Linked DNA regions of Sus scrofa: region 2 is linked to region 1. Evidence: chromatin contacts called from public promoter capture Hi-C data. All regions are on one chromosome and are shown on one strand. The core of a region is the stretch at or near the end of the contact, and the rest is flanking DNA. Distances in the headings are between cores, read along the strand shown. Region 1 holds the start of VWA1 (von Willebrand factor A domain-containing protein 1). Region 2 holds the start of MIB2 (E3 ubiquitin-protein ligase MIB2).

What was found. Promoter capture Hi-C pulls out the DNA fragments that hold promoters and counts their contacts.
Region 2: a contact with region 1 is called in a promoter capture Hi-C map of fetal liver, with 2.7 times the contacts expected there. The contact joins the promoter of MIB2 here to the promoter of VWA1 in region 1. A contact is called at or near these places in 2 of 5 promoter capture datasets (fetal liver and liver), 12 of 47 Hi-C or Micro-C datasets (blood, embryonic fibroblasts, epiblast stem cells and 4 more) and 2 of 2 datasets of contacts at active chromatin or transcription factors (alveolar macrophages and skeletal muscle).

What each region holds. Positions count from the first base shown.
Region 1 is chr6:63,690,594-63,698,006 of Sscrofa11.1, forward strand. It overlaps VWA1 (von Willebrand factor A domain-containing protein 1), which reads left to right and starts at 4,602. Exons shown (of 3, transcript XM_003127501.4): 1 at 4,602-4,768; 2 at 5,828-6,385. The coding sequence starts at 4,702.
Region 2 is chr6:63,783,155-63,790,567 of Sscrofa11.1, forward strand. It overlaps MIB2 (E3 ubiquitin-protein ligase MIB2), which reads left to right and starts at 4,046. Exons shown (of 20, transcript XM_021097467.1): 1 at 4,046-4,649; 2 at 6,502-6,657. LOC102160306 reads right to left here. Exons shown (of 5, transcript XM_021097587.1): 2 at 7,041-7,175; 3 at 3,941-4,666; 4 at 2,870-3,047; 5 at 1-158. The coding sequence ends at 2,870.

The DNA of each region.
Region 1 (7,413 bases), core at 3,352-5,851:
TTTGTTGTAATTCGTCCAGAGTCTAGTCACAGCTGAAAGGCCTTGTAAGGGGTCTCGCACACCATCTCGGCCGGCCGGGCTCCACCTGTGACCAATAGGTCAGAGCCCAGATGCGCCCAAGGTGTGGCGCCCAGGGCTCAGGCTGGAGCAGGCCCGGGCTGGGGCTGGCCCGGGTCCATCAGGAGTCCTTGGGGTTTTCCAACTGCCTGTAGCCAGTCAGACGGGAGCCTGGCTGCCTGCCCTGCGCCCAAGGATTGCTTCCCTGGGTCCGAGGCCGCCTTCCTTCCCCTCCTGCCTTGGCCTGGGCAAGCTCTGGCCGGGCGTCCAGAATGAGGACTCTCCTGAGGATCGGCCTGGCCCCGGAGTCATCAAAACAACAGCTGGGCTGCTGGGGGTGGGGAGGCCGAGGGGGAAGCTCCGTGGTGGAGCCTGCTGGTTCCTAAGGTGTGTCCCAGCTTCCCAGGCCCGCCCTGCCCACTCCCAAAAGGAACACGTGCGGGGAGCTGTGGAGGGTCTGCAGAGACCCCTGGGGTCTGCTTTGAGGGGTCCAGCTGTCAGGGAGGCTGGGCCAGGGGAGCAGAGGCCCTGGGCTACTGGCTGGGCCAGGAGGAAACCTTCACTTAAGACAACACAGTGTCTCCCCAGACGCCTCCCTGTGAGAGTGTGCCTGGCCTGGGGGGCCTCCGTTTGGGTAGACACATGCATGCCTGAGCCAGCCCTCACACCCCTGCCAGGCATGGCCCTGACCCCACAGGTGTAGAGTCTGGGCTTCGCACATTTCCCCGATCTGCCCAAGGCCATCTATTCATTCCCGAAGTATTTCCTGGCAGCTCAGGTGTCTGCAGGCACACCCTGAGCGGTGAGCAGCTAGGAGGGGGCCAGGAGAGTTGGCCCCTTCTGTCCCCACAGCTTACACCCCAGAGTGAGCCCTGCCCCCACCCAGGCATGGGGACCAGCAAGGGGCGCTGGGCAGAAACAGCTGTGACGGGTGGGCTGGGTCGGAACCAGAAGAACCTGGTGCTGGCTCCCCCTGCCCCCGCGCCTGGGGAGCCCCCCAGAGGTGTGGACACAGGGCTGTCCCTCCCTGCTGTCTTCTTCCCCGCTTGGGGCTGGGTCAGGGCCTAGTGCTCACCTCCCTGTTACAGAAGGTTCCAGCGCAGAGGACAAAACTAGGGAGGGTCCCACCTGGGGAAGGGCACAGGCTGAAAACCCAGGAGGACCTGGACACCTGCCTGCCTTTCTTCCTGCCAGCCCTGCCCACTGAGCCCCACCTCTGATGGTGACTACCCCTCATCCTGCCCAGGGCCCTGGCCTCCCGGAAGCCGCTGCTGCCCCTTGCCCTTTTCCCTCCCATGGCTCCTTACTGCTCTCACAGACCCCAGACTCCTGCCCACCTGGCCATGGGGAGAACAAGCAGACATACATCTTTGCAAGCTGGCCCCCACCCGGCCCCCGGGGCCCCGTCCGGCTTGGCAGGGCCGGGAGGACCAGGGCTCTGCCCAGTGCCCGCGTGTCCCCAGGGCAGAATCTGTCATGTAGCTGGGCCCAGCACGGAGATGATGAGTGAATGCAGAGAAAGTGGCGCCCACCCTGTGCCCAGGCTGCCCACCCCTTCAGCCAGCATCCCTGCCACCCTGGCTGTGGCCAGCAGGAGGACTGGGGAGGGGTCAGATCTGGGGCCACAAGGGGCAGGTCTGGACTCCAAGGGAGTGAGACGATGGGACCCTCAGACCCCCCCCCCAGGATTGGCCCTCAGGCCCTGGCATGTCCCCGGCCACAACCAGGCAGGTGGAGTCTAGAGGCACGTGGGGTGGGGGAGCTGGGTGGGAGGGGTCGGGGCCTCTCTGCCCTGCTGCTCACAACCACAGCCTTCCTCCACCCCACTTACTGTTGTGGGGTCTAGTCAGGGGGCCTCAGGTCACACCCTCCAGGCCCACAGCAGCTACCCCACTTTTGGCTTCTCTGTCCCTTGGCATGTTTGTGGGTGCAAGTGTAAGACACGAGTGACATGAGAAAACAGAGCCCAGGCATCCCACGGGGTGGGCTCGGGGCCAGCTGCTCTGCCCCTCAGGCCCGGCAGAGCGCCCTCAGCTGGGGTCGGGGGTGGGGTCGGAGGCCCCGGGAGCTGCCCTTCTCCCTGGGGTCAACATGACCACAGTAAGCTGGGGACAAAAGGCCCTTCTTCTCTGCAGAAGCCTGGGGGTGCGGAGGAGGGCGCGTTCCCGCGAACCCGCTGGGGCCAGGGGCAGTGCCTTGGAGAGCAATGTCCCTGGGTCTTGGGGAACCCCGTCCCCCGGCCTGTGGACTGACAGACAGGGTGGGCCAGCTCCAGAAATGATGCCTGCGGACTCCTGGACCAGACTGAGGCCGTGGGCAGGGCTGCCTCAAGCACACGGGCTGCTCCTTCCTCCTGGACCCCAGGACACCAGGGCCAGGCGGTGGGGGTGGCAGTGGGGGGCGCTGAGCCCAGGGGAGGGAGAGGGCTGGGGCCAGGGCTGTTGTGTCCTGGCGGCCTCTGAACGTTTCTCCCCCATCCCCCACTCCACCCCCGTCAGAGAGGAGGTTTCCGGGCCATTATATTTGTGCTTCCTCTGGCGTCTGCCTCAAGCCCAGCCCTGGCCCTGACTACTACACCCCTGGCTGACCCCCATGTTCCCTGGGGACCCTCCATCTATCTGCCCATGTCCTTCCTCGGGGGCGAGTGAGACTCGCCATGATGCTGGCAGTAGGGCTGAGGTGGCCAGCTGAGCCACAGGGCAGATCTGAGACCTGGGGGAGCAGAGCTGAGTGGCTGGGGGTGGGCTGATCTCCTGGGGGTCAGGCCAGAGCTCAGCACGAACATCAGGAGTGACTCTGGGCAGGGGTGCCTCAGTCAAGGCTGGTGGCCGAGCTCAGCCCAGGCTGGGCAGAGACCCTGGCTGAGCATTCCCAAGGCTGGGCCCCCAGTCCTTTGTCCCTCTGAGGGAGAGGCTGGAGGACGCCTGCTTCCTCGAGGGCTTGCGTCATGGCCAAGAAGAGCCGCTCAGTTTTTCCAGAAGGGACGGAAACTTCCCCGTCAGCCCAGCAGGACAGCCAAGGTGTGACTGTGGGCCCACGGCTGGGCAGGTGTGGGGACGCCACCGGGCCAATCCGGCACGGCCCCCTCCTGCTAGAGGTGGCCGGTGAGCCAAGCCGCATCTGCAGCGATTCCCTGGGCCCCACGACTGGGCCCCACGACTGGGCCCCCAGGTCTCCTGCAGCTGCCTTTGCTCACAGCCTCATCTCCGCAGCAGCCTCGTGCACTGGAGGGCTGGGGGCCAGGTGTGGTCCCTCTGGGGGACCCCGAACTTTGGGGGGTTCAAGCCCATTGCCACCTTCTGGGGCCCACGCAGAAGCACCAGGCAGTTTCTGGTCCCAGAAATGGAGGTCTGTGGAGCTGAGCCAGCACCGCCACTGCCAAGATTCCCGGCAAGGGGGTGGGGGCAGCGGGGACACAGTTCTCGCTTGTTCCTGCGGCAGCTCCTCAGCGCGGCCGAGCCGCTTCCTTTTTTAGGCAAAGTCAGAGCTCTAGCGTGTCTCACAGCCGGCGTCTCACCTGCCAGAAGGGGAGGAAGGAAAACCACTGAGTCCCATCCGTCCTCCCCGCTGAGCATCCTCCGCTCCGGAGGAGGGAAGGGAGGGGACATCCTGGCTCAGAGGGCCCCGCCATCTCACCGTGGGGAACCCATGTCCCCCCAGCTCCGCAGGGAGGAGTGGCTGGGAAAGGGCGAGGGGCGGGGGAGCATGTCCGGAGCGAGGCGGGCGGGGCTCTCCCGGACCTCAGCTCCGCCTCACCTACGGAAGAGGAATCTGCCCTGGGGGCCTGAGTGTCTCCCTGGACGTCCCCTGCAGGCAGCCACCTCGGGTCTGGTCTAGCCACAACCCCAGATGCAAGGCTCCCTGGCTCACAGCGAGTCCCTCAGAGGGCTTCTCCGGGGCGCCGCTGGGGATCTGTGGTCAGTCCTGGAGTCTGACGTCAGCTGGGCCCTGGGCCCCTCATCGGTGGTAGGCCCAGTATGGTCCCTGTGGACATGGCCTAAAACAGCCACCCTCAGCCCCCAGGCCTCGTCCTCCAAGAAGCTCCCCTTTAATGTCTCAAGCGTCTTTCCCTCCCGATGAAAAGCGTCCTAAGTTCGGCCCTTTTGATCTCCGCTGGTCATTCCTTGGAGAAACACGTCCCAGTTCTGCGGCCGGGGCCTGGGCCTGTCCGGTGATGGCATTACCGACGCATCTCATACCCTCTGGGGCTCTCGTGGGCCTGGGCTTCGGGGACTCCCGGCACTGCAGAGACAAGGGCAGTGGGCCTGGGGATGACCCCGCTCGGTGGCTCCCAGCTCGGCTTCCGGCTGGGGGCCAGGGGCAAGCTGGATTCCGAGGCCTTACGGCCATTAACAAGACGCTCGTGTCTGTGTGGGTGCATGCCACGCGTGTGTGCCTTCGTGCCATCCCAGCGAGTGCTGCGTGTGGCTGCGCGCCTGGGCCCTGCGTGAGCGCGCCTCCCCGAGCCTGTGCGCCTCCGCACGCGGGACAGTGCGCGCCCCGCCGGGGCGGGGCCTCGGGACTGTGATGGGCGGGGCCTCCCGGGGGCGGGGCTCGGATCCGGCCCGCGCGGCCGCGCGCCCCGCAGCTCAGGAGCGAGCGAGCGGCGAGCGGAGGCAGAGTGCAGCCCTCCCGTCGCGCGCGATGCTGCCCTGGACGGTGCTCGGCCTGGCCCTAAGCCTGCGGCTGGCGCGGAGCGGAGCGGAGCGTGGTGAGTGTGGCGGGCGGCCGGGCCGGGCTCGGCTCCCGTGCCCCTCCAGCCCCCACTGTCCCCCTGGAACCACGTCCTGCTCCCGCGGCTGCGGGGCGGGGACGGCTGGCAGGGCACCCCACCCACCTGGGACGCGCCCCCCTCCCGCCCCCAGCAACTCCGCGGGCTCTCGGGGCCGGACGGGGTTGGGGGGAGGTGTGTCGGGAGGCTTGTCTCTGCCTCAGTTTCCCTCTCCTTGGATTGACCCTTGGTGGAGGGATGGTAGGAAGGTTGGTGTGGCCCTAGTGGGTTGGGGGAAACTGAGGCGAACGGCCCCGGAGCAGAAGCGAGGCCCCCGTCTACCCATGGGGCAGTGCTGAGAGGGCCCATCTGCCCGCCCACCAGCGGTGCCCGAGGAAGGGGTAGACCCAGCCCTTAACTTGCTTCCTGGGACCAGATGGACCAGAGAGGAGGGGGGCCAGGGGAGGGGTGACATCATCTGTAAGTGGGGTGACACTCTAACCCGGCCATCCAGGCCGTGGGAGGGGCTGCAGTCGGGCCCCCATCCCTCCACCACTGTCCACAGCCGCCCCAGCGGCTTTGGGCCCCCACCCCCTCCTCCCACCGCTCGCCCTACCTGAGGCTGAGTTGTGTAGGCTGCTTCTCTGGAAGCTGGGCCTGAGGGAGCAGCCTTGGTGGGTGGCCCAGAAGCATCCACCCATCAAGCCAGGGGGCTGGGCCAGGACCCTTGGCTCCAGCCGGTGCAGAGTCTGCTGAAGACGGGGCAGGTGTGGGGGCACCCCTTCGCAGAGGAGACGCGAGTCCAGAGGGTGCCCCAGATATGAGGCCAGGGTGCAGAGCTGGAACTGCTGAGAGTGTGAGCCCCCTGCTGGCTAAGGACCCCCCCCACCCCGCTGAGGTGCCGACCCACGACTTTGGGGTGTGACTGAGAGGCTTTCAGTGCTTCCTTGGGTAAAGGCAAGTGCCAGCTTCGGGAAAGCTTAGGCCCTGGGGGTTGTGCCCTGGGTGTGAGGCTGTCTGGGGGCCACCACCTGGGGCTAACCCTCCCCTCTCCCCCAGGCCCCCCGACATCCGCCCCCCAGGGGGACCTGCTGTTTCTGTTGGACAGCTCGGCCAGCGTGTCTCATTATGAGTTTTCCCGAGTTCGGGAGTTTTTGGGGCGGCTGGCGGCCCTGTTGCCCCTGGGCCCTGGGGCCCTGCGTGCCAGCCTGGTGCATGTGGGCAGCCGGCCACACACCGAGTTCCCCTTCGGCCAGCACAGCTCCGGCTCGGCCGTCCAGGATGCCATACGCGCTGCAGTCCAGCGCATGGGTGACACCAACACTGGCCTGGCGCTGGCATACGCCAAGGAGCAGCTGTTTGCCAAGGAGGCGGGGGCCCGGCCAGGGGTGCCCAAGGTGCTGGTGTGGGTGACAGACGGCGGCTCCAGCGACCCCGTGGGGCCCCCCATGCAGGAGCTGAAGGACCTGGGCGCCACTGTCTTCATCGTCAGCACCGGCCGCGGCAACCTCCTGGAGCTGTCGGCCGCCGCCTCGGCCCCCGCCGAGAAGCACCTGCACTTCGTGGACGTGGATGACCTGCACATTATCACCCCCAAGCTGAGGGCCTCCATTCTCGGTAGGTGGGAGGGGCAGGGCCTGGGGGCACCCAGCTGGCATCAGGAAGAGGGCCGGGCGAGACCTGAGGCACTCGCAGGCCTGGCGCTCTCTGGGGGCGCAGGGGGAGGTGGCACACAGGTCTTCTCTGGGACGGGCTCCAGCGCTTCACCTGTGGCTCCACTCCCGGGGCTGCGGCGGGACCGAGGGCCAGGTCTGAGCAGACACTCCTGCCGACAGGCCTGGCCTGTGACCGGAAGGCCGTGGAGTGGGGGGCTGGGTGTGGGCCTTGGGGCTGCATCTGGTGGGATGTGGCCAAGTGGAGAGAAAGAGGAAGGAGATTCCAGGCCTGAGGACTCTGCCACTCACGCCCCTCTCTGTGTGCCAGGCCCACCGTGCCTGGCGGGGGTGGGCCAGGGCTGGAGGGCCCAGCTGGCTCCCACAGGGCTAGGGCCCTGCATCCCCCAGGGCAGGGCCAGGACAGCCACTGAGGGCTGTGAGCCAGATTGCTGGAAAGGAGGCCAGCTGCAGAGGCCAGTAGCTCCCCACCACACCGACTTTCTTCCGGAACCCCCTGACCCGGCTAATCCCGTGGGAGGAAGGGCTGGAGTTGAAGGGCCTGGTCACTGGCAGGGTTTGCTGCAGCCACTGAGAAATTCCAGCCTCCCCGAGACTCTTCCTGAGTCCCTGCCTATGGGGTAATCATGCACCTGAGACCAGAAGGGATTGGATTGTGGGTTGGAGGTGGGTAGAGGGTCCTTCTGAAGATTTACTCCAGGACACCTGGCCCCTGAGTCAACCATCATGGCTGAGCCGGGAGGGGGCAGCGGAAGAGAGGGCAAACAGCCGGACAGGAAAACCAAGACTGCGAGGCAGTGAGGCGAGGGGTGGTGGTGCTCCTGGGATGGGGGGGCAGGTCCAAGTGTGGAGGATGGGCGAGGTGAGTGCCATCCTGGCGGCTCCCGAAGGTGAAGTTGGGTCCTGCCAGCATTAACCCTGCCCGGACATCTCTCAGCCTTACCCACCTGCCCCATCACTCAGATGGGCCCC
Region 2 (7,413 bases), core at 2,796-5,295, 92 kb after region 1:
TCAGTTGCAAAGGGTGGGGTTGAGACTCGAGTCCCATGACAGAGGGCAGTCCATCCTTGTGGGACGTTCGTCTCTGCAGGCAGTAGTTTTGCTCAGACCACTGTTTTTTCTGCCCAACGTGAGCCTCCACATTCCGGGGGGGTGTCCACAGCAGGTGTCTAAGGTGAACAGCCAGATGTGAAGGTTGGGGGGGGTCTGTCTCCATCCTCCTGGGAACCTATCACTTTAATAACACCAGCATTCCAAAAAACTTCAAAGAAGAGTATTTCCAACCTGGAGTTCTTTTTTTTTCTTCTTCTGTTTTTTTTTTCTCATCAGGGCCGCACCAGCAGCCTATGGAAATTCCCAGGCTAGGGGTCAAAGCAGAGCTGCAGCTGCCGGCCTTCGCCACAGCCACAGCAACGCTGGGTCTCAGCCATGTCTGCGACCTACCCCACGGCTTGTGGCAATGCCTGATCTTTAACCAACTGAGTGAGGCCAGGGATTGAATTCACATCCTCGTGGATACTATGTTGGGTTCTCAACCCGCCGAACCACAATGGGAGGTCCCCGACTAGAACGCCATGCCCTCCTCTTGCTGCCACCCAGCCTCTGTCCACCACTGCCGAAGAAAAAGGCAGAGACAGAGTTTTGGGTGAAGGAGAAAAAGAGATGTGTTGCAAAGGGGGCCACAGCAGGCTCGTGCCTTAAAGACTGTGTCCCTCTTGGAAGGGATTCGGAGGTGGTCTTACAGTTTGGGGAACGGAAAATGGGGCTGTGGAGAAGGATCTGGGGAGAAGCAAGCTGGCAGTGACTCTCGAAGCTGGTATTGAGTGGTCCCCAGGAATGGTTTTTGTGCCCCACCTTTTTCCCGAATGAAGAATGCTTCATCAAGTAGTTCATGGATTTGTTGGGGGTTTTAGTTCTGCAGAAAAGCTCAAATATATTATGCATATTCCTTGAGGACTCTGCCCCAAGGCAGCACTATTTTTTTTTTTTTTGTCTTTTTAGGGCCACACCCATGGCATATGGGGTTGAATTGGAGGTGTAGCTGCCAGCCTACACCACAGCCACAGCAACGTCAGACACCCAGGCGGGATCTGTGACCTATGCCGCAGCTCACGGCAACACCAGATCCTTAACCCACTAAGCAAGGCCTGGGATGGAACCAGTGTCCTCATAGATACTAGCTGGGTTCATGACTGCTGAGCCATGACGACAACGATGGGAACTAACCAAGGCTGAGCTATTGCCTCTTGGCTGCTCCTCCAGGGTCCCTGCATCCCCTCCCTTCCTTGATCAGCAAGGGTGTGAATCTGCCCTTTGGAACTCAGGGAAGGTCATGGAAGCTGAGGCTTAGCCCCTAAAACCAGACACGGAGGACACAGAAAGGCACAATTGTGTGCCCAGGAGCCCCACAGGGCACTCGCTCTGTTCTGCTACCAAAGTATCCACCAGAAATGAGAGTACAATAAACACCTCAGACATGTACCCCTTCCAGGAAGCTACCAGTAGACTGACTTCAGCAAATAAGAGCGTAAACCAAAAAGGGATTCCAGGGAGTCCTGTTGTGGCGCAATGCGAACGAATCCAACACGTATCCACGAGGACTCAGTTCGATCCCAAGGCCCTGCTCAGTGGGTCAAGAATCCAGCACTGCCAGGAGCTGTGGTGTAGGCAGCAGACAAGGCTCTGAAAATGATATAGCACTTATGGCTTGAACCTAGCCTAAAGCCGGATTGGGACTTGAACCCACAGGTTTTAAATCAGAATCACCCGGTGTCTGGACTCACTGAGGTCCAGGTTCTTTGTGCCTCCACAGGAGGAATTTGGCCAGAGACAGAGTGATGGCAAGAAACAGATTAATTAAGATGCAACGCTTATGACGGAGTTCCCATTGTGGTGCAGGGGAAATGAATCCAACTGGGAACCATGAGGTTGCAGCTTCAATCCCTGGCCTCGCTCAGTGGGTTGAGGATCCAGCGTTGCTATGAGCTGTGGTGTGGGTCACAGACATGGCTCAGATCAGGAGTGGCTGTGGCTGTGGCGTAGGCCGGCAGCTGCAGCTTCATATCTCTGTGGCTGACTCCAGGGTCGTCTTTTTTTTTTGTCTTTTGTTTTTTTAGGGCCGCCCCTGTGGCATATGGAGGTTCCCAGGCTGGGGGTCTAATCTGAGCTATAGCTGCTGGCCTACACCACAGCCACAACAATGCGGGATCCAGAGCCACATCTGTGACCCACAGCACAACTCACAGCAACACCAGATCCTTAATGCACTGAGCAAGGCCAGGGATTGAACCCCAAACTTCATGGCTCCTAGTCGGATTTGTTTCCGCTGTGCCAGGATGGGGACTCCATCCAGGCTCTTTCTTTAGTCTTGAAACTGGACAGGCATGGGGCCTTGCAGGCCTGCAGTGTGCAGCCCAACAGTGGTCGGTCCCAGGAACTTCCCCAAGTCGTGGGGCGTGACCATCCTCTTGCACCCCATTTCCCCACAACATTTTTATGTATTTTTAATTTTTTTTTTTTGCTTTTATTTTTAGGGCCGCACCTGTGGCATATGGAAGTTCTGAGGGTAGGCATCAAATTGGAGCTGCAGCTGCCAGCCTACACCACAGCAAGCTGGATCTGAGCCTCATCTGCAACCTACACCACAGCTCAGGGCAATGAGGGATCCTTAACCCACTCAGCGAGGCAGAGATCGACCCGCAACCTCATGGTTCCCACTGCACCATGACGGGAACTCCCTGCAATATTTTTTAAAAGGGAAGAGGAAGGTGGTGGACTTGGATTACAGAAATTTAGCCCACTTAATTCTTGGGGAAGAGTGCTTTTGCCTGCCCGCTTATGTCCTTCACAAGAGTCCTATATTAACAAACCCGCTTCTTACCTATCGCTTCCTCTGGTTGAATTCCCTCCACACCAAGGCATAAGGAAACTGAGCTTCAGTGACTCCTGAGATGAGCTGTATGATTTCAAACACAGTCAGGAAAATGTACCTTTGCGGGATGGGCTGGGAGTGAGGAGTTCTTTTAAGAGTCTGGTTCTCTTTGAGCTCACTGGGAAGCCTATAAAAATGTCTAAAATTAATACATCAAAAACTAGCACTTCCAGGAGTTCTCATTGTGGTTCGTTGGTAACAAACCCAACTAGTATCTATGAGGATGCAGGTTCCACCTCTGGCCTCATTCAGTGGGTTAAGGAGTCAGTGTTGCCACAAGCTGTGGCATAGGTTACAGATGCTGCTCTGATCTGGTGTTGCTATGGCTGTGGCATAGGTAGGCAGTGGCAGCGCCGATTGGACCCCTAGCCTGGGAACTTCTATATGCGAAGGGTGCAGCCCTAAAAAAGAAAAAACCAGCACTTCCAGGAGTTATCTTGTGGCACAGAGGGTTAAGGATCCAGCATTGACACTACAGCGGCTCGGGTCACTGCTGTGGCCCGGGTTCATTCCTTGGCCCAGGAACCTCCATATGCTGCAGGTGCAGCCAAACCACACTCCCTCCCCCACCCCCAGCACTCTCTGCTCTCAGGTTTAGAAAGAGGTTGCTGTCCAGGAAAAGATATTAGGGTTGGAAATATTCGCCTCTGGGCAGACTGGCGTAGGACCAATGTTTTTCCCTAAGTCTTCAGTTCTGCGTCAATTAAAACCATGCACTGGGGTTTGTTTGATCCTTGCCAGGAGGAGTGGATTAAAGATCCCACTGCTGCAGCTGTGGAGTAGGTCGCCGCTGAGGCTCGGTTTCCATTCCTGGCCCAGGAACTTCCATAAGCCACGCGTACGGCCGAGAAAAAAAAAAAAAAAAAATGCACTGGCCTTACTCTTATTTTAAAGTAACTCAAATCAAAAGTGTTGGCTGTGACGTCGACTCATCTCTGAACCCTTCCGTCTCCACGGCTGTGACTAAGATTCATCTCGGAACCAATCATGTCTCCACGGCAACCGAACGCGTTTCCGAACCTGGCTGCGTGCGCCACGTAAGGCCAGCGAGGGCGACGCACTCCCAGTTCAGGCCACGCCCCTTCGCGGCGAGGTCGTGGCCGCCTGGTCCGCGCGTCCGGGCCCGCGCGTGCGCGTCTTCGGTAGCTGGGGAGGCCTGGGGCCGTAGTGTCCGCAGGCCCTCCCGGGCACGGGCGCCACGGTGGTGACAGCCCGGAGAGGCGCCGCAGCCCGCAGTCCGCCCCCTCTCCGACGTGCGCGCGCGCCGGCGGACGTGGTCGCGTCCCCTGTCTGGGGCGGCGCAGAGCCCACCCGAATCCTTCCCGCGGAAGCAAGGATGGAGGCCCCTCAGGCTGTCGGGGCGGGGCTGGGTCCGTAGATCCTGCCCACACGCGCACTACGTCACGGCGCCGCGTAGCCTCCTGGGAGTTGTGGTTCAGGCCTGCCCCCCCCGCCGCTGTCTCGGAGCTGCGGACTACAAGTCCCGGCAGGGCTCGCGGCGGCCCTAGACCCTGAAGCGCCGGGGGCTTCGGGTGGCTTCGGCCGGGGGGCTCGGGCTCGGGCTCGGCGCGGCGTGGCGCGGCGGCCTGGCTGGTGGCGGGTTCTGAGCAGTCGAAGCCCGCCGGCCAGGCGTCACACACACTGAGGTCGAAGCTGGCCGGCTGACAGACTCGGCGCTCCTCAGGCCCCCGGAGCCCCTGCGCGGAGCGGGCGGGACGCAAACTTCCGGGCAAGTGAAGGGGTCGACTGGGGCATTGGGACTGGGGCCATGGTCCGGCAGCGGCGAGGGCGGCTTCTCAAAGAAGGGGGACGAATGACAGGGGCGGGGCGCACCCGAGCGAGTGAGGAAGGGTCAGTTAAGGGTGGGCGACCGGCCTGGCCTGTCCGGCCGCGCCCCCCAGGGTGCAGCGCGGGGCCCTGACGTCTGCAGAGCCGAGTCAATCTTCGGCCCCACTCCCGGCGGCCCCAGACCCCAGGGAGCCCTGCAGGGCCGGAGGCAGCCCCCTGGGGCAGCTCCAGGGAATGGGCACGTATATAACGGGGTACTAATTGCGTCTTGGCCTCTTCCCCCCCCCCCGCCCCGCAGGGTCAGATGGCTTAGGGCTTTCGCTGAAGTTCAGCAGGGCTAGAGGCCCTTCCTCACGTCTCCAGGCATCAGAGCTGTAGCGCACTAGTTTCAAGGCGGGGGTGGGGGGGGAGCGACCGTACAGCCAGACAGGTGAGCTGTTGACGAGCTTGGATTCCTTCTGATGCCATGTCAGAGGGGCTTGGGCTTGTTTTTGAGCGTGTATGTGTGTAAGTAAATAATCCTCTCTCTGAGCTCAGAATCAATTGAAGCAGGCAAAGGTACCAGATAGGCTCCCGGGGGGCACCCGCCAGGCTGGGGATGAGGCAGTCTGGTAGTGGGAGCCCTGGCAAACCTGGCCCTTCCTGGCAGGTCCCCTCCTCTGGCCATTTCCCTCTGGCCTGTTGCTCCAGGTGCAACAAGTATCTGAATGCCATGCTCCCGCCCAGGGTAGGTCCTGTGCGGTGCTTGGGTGCCTGAGGGCTCCCATCTGGGTGGCCAGAATTCAGGTGATGCCCACCCTGTACTTCCTGGGGGTCTCCCTCAGCCGGTGTGCTCATACGGTCCACGTAAGGTCTCAGGGCTTTACTCGCTCTTAATGGGCCAGACTCCCTGGGCACCTGGGATTTTCTCCCCAGCCTTAGCCAGAGCTGCCATGGGACAGGAGCCTGTGATTCACCAGGTTTTGCCAGTTGACTGTGCCACATATGGTGTCGATTTAAACAGCATCATCAGCTCAGCTGGAGGTGCAAGGAGAGAAGTGGCAGCCTTTTGTTGAGAGCAGTCTCAGTTCCATGCAACTTTATTTTGCTCAGTAAAGGCAATTGCCAACTTCCTGGCTCAATATGACGTAATCTCTGCAGCTTTTTAAAGTTTTTTTTCTGATAAAATAGTCAAAATAAGGTCAACCCTTTATTTCTATACTGTCTCAACAAGTGCTTTAGAAATAGTTCTGGGGAGTTCCCGTCATAGCTCGGTGGTAACAAACCCGACTCCTATCCATGACGACATGGGTTTGACTCCTGGCCTCGCTCAGTGGGTTAAGGATCTGGGGTTGCTAGCAGTTGTGGTGTAGGTCGCAGATGTGGCTTGAATCTGGCATTGCTGTGGCTGTGGTGTAGGCTGGCAGCTACAGTTCTGATTCAGCCCCTATCCTGGGAACCTCCATATGCCATGGGTGGGGCTCTAAAGGATGCAAAAAAAGAGAGAGAAATAGTTCTGCTTTTCAGAAGCTAGAAGTTTCTTAAGAAAAACTAGTAGGAGTTCCCTTGTGGTGCAGCAGGTTAAGGATCTGGTGTTCTCACTGTAGCACCTCAGGTCACTGCTGTTGCGTGGGTTTGTTCCCTGGCCCAGGAATTTCCACCTGCCATGGGCACAGCCAAAAAAAAAAAAAAAAAAAAAAAAAAAAAGGAAGAAAGAAAATAAGGAAAAAACTGGAAAACCAGCAGCAGATCTAGATGTCTGTCTGTTGGGCTGAGACGGTGAATGCTGAAAGTATAAAACCGTTTTTCCCCAGACTTGGTGGCTGCCCGCCCGTTTCCTTTGCTGGGTTCTGTGTCAGCAATGGCAGCCAGTTTCCAATGGGAAGTCTTGGTGGCTGAGCAGATTTCCGAGCCGGGATTTAGCAGCTAAGTGTCAGGGATGCTGAAGGGAGGCCAGTGTGTGCTCTAAGGTAAGTGCCTACTGCTCAGACCCTGAGCACCGCAGTCATTTGAAACCTTCATAGTGACAGCCTCTGGGCGCCTCAGTGCCAGCTGGGCGCCTGGCCTGGTAGCTCTGAGGAAGACATTAGAGTCAGAAGGAAAAGGAAAAGCTCTCCAGGTGACTTTCACCCTGAAACGGGGGTCCCCTTCCTCCCTAGCCCCTCAGGGTGGCGTCCCTGACTCCCTGCCCCTGCCCTTTGCCATCGCCTCCCCACCCTCCCAGGGGGGGTGGGGCCCCGAGGTCCTGTGGCGCTCTGTCAGCCTGGGCCCTGCTGACCACAATGACAAAGACCAGCGGGGGTGGTGGAGGCAGGTTGCCGAGAGGTCCAGGAAGGTGCCTGGCCGGCCTCACCGGGGTCCTACGATGCTGCGCCCAAGCATGGAGGCCCGGGAGCTGGGAGCCACGTCCTGCGGCCCGCGCACAGGACGGCATTGCCGGAGGCCCTGCGCAGGCCCCGGCTTGCGTGATCCTTGCTGGATGGAGGTGCTGCAGCAGAGGGCAGACCCAGGGCCCCCAGTGATGGGGTGTGGGGGGAGGTGAAAAGGAAGCTCCCCAGGCTGTGGGTCCTGCCAGGGTGGGGTGTTCCTCTGTCCTCCACTGTCCCCTAGAGGGTGGACTAACGTGCTCCTGGGAGGGACAGCCCAGGGGAGGTGGCAGGTCGCTGTCCAGCGCTGGGGGAGAGCCGGCTGGCCGCGCTAAAAATAGCGATGTGAATGCAACAGGT